2 separate regions of the Rattus norvegicus genome follow, and region 1 is linked to region 2. Evidence: chromatin contacts called from public Hi-C data. All regions are on one chromosome and are shown on one strand. The core of a region is the stretch at or near the end of the contact, and the rest is flanking DNA. Distances in the headings are between cores, read along the strand shown. Region 1 has its middle 14 kb from the start of Zfp366. Region 2 holds the start of Tnpo1 (transportin 1).

What was found. A called contact is a pair of places that touch in the nucleus more often than the background predicts.
Region 1: a contact with region 2 is called in a Hi-C map of frontal cortex, with 1.8 times the contacts expected there. The contact joins the enhancer-like site here to the promoter of Tnpo1 in region 2. A contact is called at or near these places in 1 of 12 Hi-C or Micro-C datasets (frontal cortex) and 1 of 1 datasets of contacts at active chromatin or transcription factors (oligodendrocytes).

The regions. Positions count from the first base shown.
Region 1 is chr2:32,295,675-32,301,520 of GRCr8, reverse strand. No RefSeq gene overlaps it. Among named protein-coding and RNA genes, the nearest start is that of Zfp366, 14 kb to the left of the region's middle. Within about 2 kb of position 2,965, at least 54 of the 93 cell types and tissues checked have an H3K27ac peak or open chromatin away from gene starts, as enhancers often do.
Region 2 is chr2:32,031,343-32,037,140 of GRCr8, reverse strand. It overlaps Tnpo1 (transportin 1), which reads left to right and starts at 2,815. Exons shown (of 25, transcript NM_001399431.1): 1 at 2,815-2,907. The coding sequence starts at 2,893. It overlaps Eif5bl (eukaryotic translation initiation factor 5B like), which reads right to left and starts at 2,822. Exons shown (of 3, transcript NR_185089.1): 1 at 2,492-2,822; 2 at 2,146-2,202; 3 at 287-418.

The DNA of each region.
Region 1 (5,846 bases), core at 1,716-4,215, 260 kb before region 2:
CTCTCACCTCCATGCTTTCTCCACTACGATAAACTGTGCTCTCAAACCATGAGCCACAATAAACCCTTCCTCTCCCGAGTTATTTCTCGTACTTTAAATTCTTTGTGCACGAGCAATGGTTGAGAAAAGCTGAAAAGTTCACAGTCGTGGTGTGAGAATGAAAAACCAAGAAGGCTTTCCTTGAAGTCTATCTGTAGAAACCTCAGTTTCTCATCATTGAAGACGAGGAAACCTTGGCAAGTCTCACATGAAAGGTACCCAAAGAAATGGATGAAAAGACCTTTCTTAAAGCAGTGAAATATTAACAAGATAGTGAGGGTTTACAAAATGAGAAGCTAGATGTGGAAAAGCCAGAAAACAAGACTAGCATTCAAACTGGATTTCACCCTATGGGCATTTACCATTCTTACAAATCTGGTTAGTAACTCAACTGTACTTCTGTGGGATGTGGGTGCTAGTGAGAAAAAGCCAAGACCCACTATCCACCAAAGGTGAGGACTCTATTCAGCCACCAGACTTAACGCTGTCATTCCAGAATGGCAGTTTCTTCAGACAACATGAATTGTACATAGGCAAATTCCTGAAAAGAATGTCTGTCCTGATTTATATTACAGAGGTGGCCCAGAGACCCACTAACCTTGGCCTTGGTTTGATCTGTAATTGGAATGCCTCAAGAATTTGTTGGAAGAAAAGGAAAATCCTCTTGGGGAAAAGAAGCTATCGTGCTCACAAGTACTTTAAAACACGAGTGTCAGGAATAACCATTCAAACACAGATACAGACGCAGTGAGAAAAATAAAACACAACAGAAATAGCAGGCAACACGAACAGACCCAAGAGCGCTGGAAAGGGCAGTTACTGGGATTGTTAGTCACCAACTGTAAGTTAATATAAAAACTGATGAAAGTCATAAACCCATAGATCAGGAACACTAACATGTCCACACACAGCCCTCCCAGATACAACATAGTGAAGCCACAGGAACTGATAGTGTGTGTCACACTAGGGAGACCATGTTGCCTTCGAAAGTGTAAAGTAGCTCATTTTTCAAAGTCAACAATGGAGGTTAAAAGGCAGCAAAACTATGTAAGCTGCACAGTGAAAGAAAACATGTGCCCACCTACAATCCTAAAATTCTAGCATCAGAAATTCTATTGGAAGTTCTGAACTTAAGAGAGAAATGAAAGGACCCAGAGGAAAGGCCCAAAGTACAGGGCCCAAGATGCGAAAAGAAATAAAAGAAAAACAAAATGAAAGGATCTTGTACAACTTTTTAAAAAATGCATGTACGTTGACAAATAGCAAATTAGTTGAGATATAAGTGAACGGTGTTTAAAGTTTCAATATTACTAAACCTCACAGAACAGTGTTAAGATTGATATCTGGGGGTTGGGGATTTAGCTCAGTGGTAGAGCGCTTGCCTAGGAAGTGCAAGGCCCTGGGTTCGGTCCCCAGCTCCGAAAAAAAGAAAAAAAAAAAAAGAACCAAAAAAAAAAAAAAAAAGATTGATATCTGCTTAACATTTGGGTAAGTTGATGCAAGGTTAAGATAAAGTATTAGAAACTATAATTTTAGACTAGCTACCAAAACCAGATAATTCTAAAATAATAAAATTTCTAAAAAAAAATTAAATAAATAGAAGAGAAAAAATAATACTTTAAAAATTTAGCCAATCCAGAATGAGTCAAGAAGAGAGGCAGGGAGGGGGGATGGTAGATGAGGAAGCACATTCGGAATCCCCAAATAATATGACGAACTCAACCTCCAAGACACAAGTAATTATATTAGATGTAAGTGGGCTACGAGTACTCCTCTTCCTTAGTAAATGCACAGTTGGGGGCTGTGGGTAACCACGAGGGTGTCCCTTGGGTTAATGGTAGGTGGTGTAAATTCCAGTCCTCAGCTAAGCATCAATAGAATATGGGATTCTGAGCAGTACCCACCCAGGAAATGATGTCATTAGGTTGGATAGTGAGTGGGCCTCAGCCCATTCTTTCCCATTTCGAAACTGTTCTTAATGACCTCTTTTAGAAGGTCTTGGTCTCCTGCGAGCAGGAGTTGGTTATGTTCCCAGAAGGAAAGGGCGCCCTCTGCTGAGAGAAGATGGAATTATTTTAACTTCAGAGAAAGCACACGGGATGGAGTTTGGGAGAGGGGGCGGGGAGAAACATTGCAAAGACACCATCCCTTCTGAGAGAGGTGAAGAAAGGCGATCTTCGCGTGGTTTTATTTCCCCTGGACATGGACCACATCTGGATGTGACCCTTAAAACGGTCCAGTCCACTGACTTTGAGTTGTGCTGGATGAGAACAGAGTGGGAACATGACAAGAATGTATGAGGACACACCGAGATGCCATGGCGATAACCTGCACTTCAAATCTTGGACACCTCACATCTTTATTCTTTATACTACTCTGAGTGGAGATTACGTCTTATGGACTGGAAACCTGCTACCTGATGTTACCTGCTTCCAAGTGACCTACAGTGAGAGAGAGGGTCACCTAGTCCAGTGACGATGGATACCAACAAACCTGAATGATACATATGCGTTCAAGTGTTTTAAGTGACCACATTAGAAAGATATTAATTTCAATTAAATATTTTATTCAATACAGCGTATGTTAAAATATCACCATTTAGACATCAATCAGCACAAATCTTGAAGAGAAGCTTTACAACCATTTTTGCCTTAACACTTCAACATCATTACCTTTAACACACATCTCGATTCAGACTAGCCAGCTATCAGGCACTTAAAAGCTGTGTGTGGCTAGTGGTTGCCCATCTAGACGGTTCTCCGCAGGCCCAAATGGCATAGCAGTTGCCCTGGACACTGCTGCATCCAGGGTTAGCAGTGAATGAGCAGGGTGCAGTTTGCCTAGTCAGCCTTGCATGCCTGGGAAGCTGGGCTGTGCTCACATTTCAGCCACGTCAGAACTTCTCCCAGAAACACCCAGGGTTGGGAGTGTGCCCAAGTCACTTGGCAGGCCTCTTCTCTGGCAGTGGATTATTCTGGAGCGACTGTGTCTTGTCCTGCCCACAAGCTGCAGTCATGACTATACTTGTAATCATAAGTAGAAACAATCTTGCCTCTCCGTTCATTGTCAGTTTATGTGGTTTTAAAGTGGCCTGGGAGAAAACAAGCCTTTTAGAGCGTGTTTGAGCATGTTGCCAGGACACTGTCAGAGCACAAACAGAGCTAGGAAAACCAACCTTGAATATGGGTAGCGCTGTCCTATGGGCTAGGATCTCAGACTGAATAAAAGAACAGAGAAAACAAGCAAAGTGCCCACACTCAACTGCTTCCTACGGCAGAGGCAGTGTGGCCAGCTGCCTCACACATCTGTGACCATGCCTTACCATCATGATGAGCCAAATCCCTTCTTTTATGCATATCTATGCACATTATTAAGTAGACATTAATTTCTTTAAAACATTATTCTCTCACAGTTTGAAATGTATATAGCTATTTCGATTATATTCACCACTGGTTTCCCCTCCCACTGAACCCCTTCTTCCCAACAGGGCCTCCTCTCACTTCCGTGTCCTTTTTTTTTTTTTTTTTTTTTTTTTTTTTTTTTTTTTTTGCTGCCCACTGTGTTTAATTACGGTTGCATGGGTCAGGGGTTGTTTATTTGAACAAAGAAAACTTACACCACTAAGGAATGTGACTCTACCTCTATTCACTCATTAGCCTGTAGCCCTTCAGGTAGGAGAGAGTTTTATAAGCCCCTCTCCCATTCATAACAGAATGCTAATGGTTCCCATTAATGCAATTCCGGTGTAGACAGTCGCACGTGCTGTGTACGCATGGGTCTCACAGCCATGTCAGGTCCACAGGATAGCCACTGCTTCTCATCTCCAGGCTCGCACATTCTTCCCACCTCCTTTCGGGGGTGGCACTGATGTCCTTCTTAAGGGCTGAGTGCTCAGCACTCACTTATTCTCTTCCCTTGGACCAATCATGAGTCTGCGTGAACTACTTCCGGTGCAAACGGAAGCTTCACAGGCCGAGACTGGCAGCAGCACTGACATGGGTATAAACATAAATATTTAGAAGGAAATTGTATACATTGTATTTCAGCAAAGCAACAGTAGCGTATTACTATCTAGGGCCTATCCCTTCTCCGCCGGACTCTTGGAAAGGTTTGCAGGACCAGGCACAAATCCCTCCTGTGAAGCAGGCTCAGAGCCAATCAGGAGTTGGTTACCGCACAAGGGTCATTCCGCCACTGCACTGTGGGTATCCCTTGCCCGACAGATTGATATATTGTAGTCTTCAACGTTCACATCTGGAAACAATCTCTAGTGCTGTTTCTCCTCCAACAGCCTGCATAGCGCCTTCCGGCACTGTGAAAGCCAGCATCTGGCAACCAAAATGTGTCATACCTTCAGCAGTGGAGAATTGTCACCTAGTCCTAGTGGACAATGGAGAATGATGCCATCGGGCTGTGTTGTTCTGGAGGTCTCTGGGAGGTCCCATGTGGAGCATTGAGATTTCCATGTAGTAACACACCACTTCTAAGAACAGCATTGTCCACGTATGCGGGGTACCTTCCTTCAAAGTCACCCCCTCTTCTTTCTCTTCACTATTGTCTTCTTCTCCTTCTAATGTATTTTTAATTAGGTTATCAAGTAAGTTTCCATATATCTTAGTTTTGATTTGCTTGTCCCCTCCAGCTCCCCGTCTCTCCCAGTCTTCACCCCATGCCCATTTAAACTTCGAATTTCCAATACCCTTGTCTTGTTCATGAAACGTGTTCTGCTTTCCTCTGTCTCTTAGGGTCCCTCTCCCCCTCCACTCCCTCTCCCCCTCCCTCTCCCCCTTCCCTCTCTTCCCCTTCTCCACCTCCCCCTCCCCCTCCCCAATCCCCCCTTCCCTCTCTCCTCCTGGCTCCCTTCTGGCACCCTTGCCTCTACAGACCCTCCAAGTGAAACACACATACATCTGAAAATTCAAAGACAGGCTCTACATTTGAGGGAAGACGTTTGTCTCCGTGGATGCCAGTTCCATAACCCAGTCACGATATTTCCCATTTCGATCCATTCCTGCAGATTAAATGATTTTCTTTTTCTTTACAGTTAGATAAAATCCCATGGGGTTGGTATACTACATTTTCGTTATCTATCTGTTGATGGATGTCTGGGTTGATTTTATATCCTAGCTATTGTGACTAGAATAACAATGAACACTGACGTGCAGGGATCCCTGTAACAGGTTAGAGAGCTCCTTTGGGGGTATCTCGAGAACAGTGGAGCTGGGTTATATGGTAGCTCTGGTGTTGCAGTTATTGGTGATGGGGGGGGGGGCTTGCATGCTCCACTGCATATGTGGCAGTCAGTAAATAAGTTTCATGAGCCAGTTCTCTCATTCCACCTTGTTAAGACGGAGTCTCTGCTGCTATTCTTGTCATGCTGTGCACTCCAAACTCGCTGGCCCACAAGCTTCCAGATGTCTCCGCCTTGCATCTGGCGGGACAAGGGCTGGGTTACAGTAGCATGTCAGTACATCGGACTCCGTTTTTCCTTTCTTTCTTTCTCTTTCCTTCTTTCTTCCTTTTTTTCTTCCTTTCTTTCTTTCTTTCGTGCTCTCTTTTTCTTTCTTTCTTCCTTGCTCTTTCTTTTTTTGTATTTTGAGAGTCAACATTCATTTCTACTTTTTACCTTATTATTTTCTTGATTCGTTTCAGTTCTTTGAATATTCTAGTTACCAATGAATGCTCTGACAGATAAATAGCTGGCCAGTGTTTTCTCCCTTTCTTTAGGTAGTGTCTTCACTCGCTTGTCTGCTTCCTTTGCTGTACAGAGGTTGTTAGTTCCATGAGCTCCCAGATGTCCGTTGCTC
Region 2 (5,798 bases), core at 1,566-4,065:
GCTCCGAAAAAAAAAAAGAAAAAAAAAGACTGATTTCTAGTCAGCTAGGGTGAGGGTCTTAAGCCCATGCCCACAGTGACACACCTACTCCAATAGGGCCACACCTCCTAATAGTGCCACTTCCTGCGCTAAGCACATAGAAACCAACATACAGGGTAAACAACTTTCCTTTCCCAAGTGTCTACTCTCTCACTGCTGTGCCATTTTCTAACCTTCATGTTCTTATTTTTGTCAACTTTGTCACTTGAGAAATAATAGAGGTTCTAATTAAAGAATAGAAAGGCTGTATGGTTAAAAACAAGTTTATTTACCATCTTAAATTTCAAAATATGTCACTGAAAAATGCCAACGATTCTGCAGAGTCTCACGTCGTGAAATGTAAAGAGAAGACATCACTGGGTGGCCAGTATCGTATGCACTGATGAAAAGCAAAATTAAATAAGTTTTGGAGATATGCCTTAAGATGAGTAAGAGCTACTGTTTAAAACACATTTTTAACTTAAGGTTAGATAGAGACGAAAACCACTTATAAGCCTCTCTACCCAGAATCACTGTATAGCATTCTCATTTCAACATAATGAAAGAATAGATTCTTGGACTACCTCATCCCAATTTTTTAAAAAGATTTATTTTATGTATGTGAGTACACTGTCTTCATTCACACCAGAAGAGGACATCACATCCCATTACAGATGGTTGTGAGCCACCATGTGGTTGCTGAGAATTGAACTCAGGACCTCTGGAAGAGCAGTCAGTGTTTTTAACCACTGAGCCATCTCTCCATCCCCATCTCAACTTTATAACATCTGATAACCAAGGATTTTTTCTTTAAAAAGAATTCCAGGGAATAAATTCTTTTTTTTTTTTTTTCCGGAGCTGGGGACCAAACCCAGGGCCTTGTGCTTGCTAGCCAAGCACTCTACCACTGAGCTAAATCCCCAACCCCCCCGAATAAATTCTTTTACATAATACCAATTAATATTCAGTCCTTCCTCCTTCCAATTAACTTCACTTATTCCCAAAGTATTATTTAGATGAATTAATATTAATTACTTGGTAGGTCCTATAATTACCATTAATTGGTAATCTTTCAGATTAATTTTATTTATTTTATGCATGAGAGTGTTTTGCTGACATGTACACCATGGGTATGCCTGGTCCCTGAGGAGGTCAGCAGAGGGCATTGGACTCCTGAAACTGGAATTAAGAACAGTTATGATATACTTCCTGGTTTCAAGAATAAAACCCAAGTACTCTGTAAAACAAGAGTTGTTGCCCTGAACCATTTTCCCAGCCCCTCATAGATTTTAATGCTATTTTATTTTTTAAGTCTCCAGCAATGTAAAATTCAGTTACCACAGTCCTCTGACTTATACAAGCCTCTACTCTACAACGAAATCTTTTAAGTATAAAAATAAGACCTGTTTACATTTTCCTTGCAGTAAATTTTCTTGCAGACCCACCAAACTGCTCTGGAGGAAGGTTTATATTAAATTGTTTTTCTTAGGAATATATATTCCTTCTTAGAAAATTCCTTTCCAAGAACACTACTCTATCCAACTTCTATTAAATCAACATTTAAAATGTTTAGTTTATTCTATAGAGACAGAGTTTCTCTGTGTAGCCCTGGCTGTCCTGGAACTCCCTCTGTAGACCGGGCTGGCCAGGAACTTAGCATTCTGCCTGCCTCTGCCTCTGGAGTGATGGGGCTGAAAGTGTGGGCCACCATGCCCGGCCATATTTTAGTTATTTTAAATATGTTCCCTTTCAATGTTCAACTTTCTGATGATAAAAACCATATATATTTTTTTTTTTTGGTTCTTTTTTTTTCGGAGCTGGGGACCGAACCCAGGGCCTTGCGCTTCCTAGGTAAGCGCTCTACCACTGAGCTAAATCCCCAGCCCCTAAAAACCGTATTCTATCTCAAACTTTGAGTTAAACTAATTGTAACACTAAAATGTACTACAAGTGAAGACTTTAACCGTCTTAATAAATAAGTTGTAAATATTTGGCATTTTCGAGAATTAGGGGGGGGTTGGGGATTTAGCTCAGTGGTAGAGCGCTTGCCTAGGAAGCGCAAGGCCCTGGGTTCGGTCCCCAGCTCCGAGAAAAAAAAAAAAAAAAAAGAAAAAGAAAAGTGCCTACCTCTCCCATTTAAAACATTTTCAGCTTGAAATTACAGTACTTCTTCTCTCTTGGTGGCTGTACAAGGAGAGAGGAGCTTAGTATTTCCAAGTTCAAGGAACCAGCTTTATATTAGAAACAAACCTAGAGAAGTAAAGCTAATTTTCTAAATCAGGTCGTTTGGTTTATAGATAGTAGTTTCGCGCTACATCAGCACATTTCACCCCGCGTGTTACAAGCGGGCAGCCGTCCGCCCACACCCGTCGGCCTTGTGCCAGGGAAGCAGTAACAGTTCGAGCGGCCTATTGGGTGTCGCAAGGCTCTGGGCTCGGCGGTCCCCGGGGAAAACAAGGTCCGGGCACGTCACCTGCCGGAAGGGCCTTGAATCTGGGCGTTCCCACTCAAGGGCGGGGCAGCGCCGGCTGCGATTGAACCCCAGGCTGGGTTGTGGGGGCTGCAGCGGGCGCGAGAGCGTGTGAGGAGGGCGCGGGGCCGAAGCCGAAGCCTCGACCCCGGGACCCCGCTTGGGAAAACCGCTGCTGGGCGCCACCCGACGCAGGCCCGCAGGCCCAGGCCGCAGTTTTCCCAGCCCCGTCTTCGTTGCCAAGGCGACCGCCGCCGAAGATTCCCGCGCCGGGCTCCGCCCCCCGGCCAATCGGACCGGCGCTCGCCCGAGCCCGGATTCTCTTTGTTCCGCAGCCATTTCAGGCCCCGGACGGGAGGCAGCGCCGCTTCGGCAGAAAGGCCCGAGCGCCGGAGGCCTCTGGGATGGTGTGGGACCGGGTAGGTTGGCGTGTGGGTGCGTGGTCGGGGCAGAGAGGCGGAAGCGGCCGAGCGAGCTCCGACCGGCCGCCGTGCGGAGGGCACCACGCTCGGCTGTCCGCCCTCTCGGACCCGGCCTGGCCGTTTGGAGCCCGCCGGCGACGGCGCGGTTCTAAGCCCAACAGCTGCCGTCCCGGGCACCCTGCGGGACCCGGACGGGACAAGCGATGTCCCGGGGGCGGGAGGTCGGTCCTGGGGCGGCGGGGAGGCCGGCGGCTGGCGGGGCGAGCTGCTGCGTTGCCTGTCAGGCCGCACGGTGCGAGGGCCCGAGGTCGCCCGTCTTTGTCCCGGAGCCTCGCACACTCTGGTTTCTGCAGCCAGCTGCTCCGTCTCTCCTGAGGGCCCTCTGGCCTCGCGACCTGTGAACATAATTTGAATGTTTGTAACTATGGGTTTTGTTTAGGTCTGTGGGTTTTGCACGTCTGCCTCTGTCCTATCCGCCCACGCCACCGGGAACGGCTGCCGAGAAACAGACCCGCCACCACAATCAAACTGGTTTTAGAAAGCCTTTCTTCCTCTTAGAAGTGATCTCGCGGTGTTTAATTTTTTTAAGTCACGTGGGTTTTGCAGGGATTGTTGACAGTTTCACTTTGTTGTGCCAGTCGCAAATCAGCTGCTGTAACTGTAGAAACGAAGTTAGAGGCTGTCCACTAATTGGGGAGATTGTATTAAGAAGCTTAGTATGTCCTGCTCTAAAACAGTGATGGCTTCAATGAGTACGTAAGCAGTGCCTCCCCCCTCACCCCCAAAGACCACTCTTAAATGCAAACTATTGAGTGAAATCAGTATTTGAAACTGACCTGTCTGCAGTGTGCCGGTTCAGATGTAACTGCTGGGTTTTTGAGTCTCCCTATCGAAACTTTCACTTAAGTGTGGTGAGAAAGTGCGCTTAATGAAGTAAGTAGTGTATACGGTTTGTATTTTGGGAGAAATCATGCTTTTTACTGCTCCTCAACCTTGCATCCTGGTTGTTCTAGAGAATGAATGCTCTATGTGGAAACTTGTAGCGGCAAAGGAAAAATACTAGTTTAGAGGCGGCAGATTTCTTTTAAAACCCTCGACACTTGCAATGTGTGGGTGAATAGTGGTTTGGCAATACGGCTTTTATTTGAGTCCGTGTACGCCTGTTGCAATATGGGTGTTCCGTTTTCCCTTTCTGAAGAGAGACTCCGTTAGCCTTCCCGTGCTTTTCCATCATGCCCTGGCCAGGAAGTACTGAATTCCTCCCACTGAAAGACCTATAGAAAATATTTTTGTATTTCTCCCTCTATTTCTAAAAGCCTTTTTGCCGTTACATAGTGTGAACAGAATAGAATTTTGTCTAAAAACAAATATCCTAGCTGTGACTATTTCCAGTATCAATATTTGTTACAGTCATTGTTTTCATGACTAATTTTCTCTACTTAGATTTTGTTAAAGTGAAGTAAATTTAACTGATGTAAACAGGAGGGAAGAAGGCAGCAGCAGTGGGGACTGGCTGCCTTTCTTTGCCAGGTATAATCCCTGCCCCAGGGAGGCAGAGGCAGGCAGGTCTCTGAGTTCAAGGACAGCCAGGGCTACAACTAAGAAACCCTGTCTCCAAAAGCAAACAAAACAGGAAAGAAAGAAAGGAATGTGGTATATGATGCCAAAGATTTGGCCCTCCTCTCACTCCCCCACCTTTCCCCCAACTGCCAAAGAGATTGAGAGAGCTGAGCTAGAGTGTAACTGGTGATGTTTTCAAAACCATGTGGGATGGTGCCCCTTCAAAAAGGAAGGGTTGGGGTGAAATCTCTCACAAGGTCCTGCTTGGCTAGTGTTAGTAAGGCTGTAGCAGGTTAGAGGGGTGAGTTCACTGTTGGACAGAAGTCTGTGAGAGTGTGTGGATCGAGGTTAGGCAGGTAGAGGTTAGTGAAGGGAGGTACTCAGTGCTCGAGTGGTTCTGACACTTCTAGGTAGTGTTCTTAGAAGTACTGTCAGTTGGTGTCATGAGTAAAAATATTAGCTTTCAAGCATCTTCATGCTCAAACTATCAAAACAGGAAATGAGGATGGAAATTTGTCTTAAACTTTTTTTGAGACAAGGGCTCACTGTATAGTTTGGTTGGCTTGGAACTCACTTTGTAGACCAGGTTGGACTCAAATCCATGAAGAACCAATACTACTCCTTCAACCTCCCAGTGCTGGGTTTAAAAGCTTGCACCACATATGTCTGTCTTCAAATTTTTCTGAGATAAAATGTATACAAGAATGATGGCCACATCTTGTTTCCAAAAGGCAGTCAGTGACAGTGGAACTGTTTAAACTCAGTTTGCAAAGGAGACTGGTGGCTCTTGGTGTGACGAGCTTGAGTCATAGGTGCTGTTCTAATGACTTTATGATACAAGGTAGAGAGAGAGAAGGTGTCCTATGTGTGGATGGGCAGTCTCAGCTAGGCCCTTTGTAATTGTCAGTGTAATGTGAAACAAGTTACAGTGTCTCAATTAGTAGTATTCTGAGAACTAAATGAGTTCACATGATAAGCTCTCAGAACTGGGCCTACATGGAGTGAATGCTCCACAAATCACTAATGTTCTCGTCATTGTCATTTTCATTGTTGATAATTTTAAAACTATAAGAAGTAAACTTAAAATTGCCAATTTCAAGATGGTACAGTAATTTCTGCAAGCCCTTCTTCAGTGTGTTTCCTTCAAATATGTATATTTACACAGTTGAGATTTTATTTTTATTTTTTTTTTTTTTGGTTCTTTTTTTTTCCGGAGCTGGGGACCGAACCCAGGGCCTTGCACTTCCCAGGTAAGCGCTCTACCACTGAGCTAAATCCCCAGCCCCCACAGTTGAGATTTTATTGCATAAGTAATTTTCTGCTTTTTT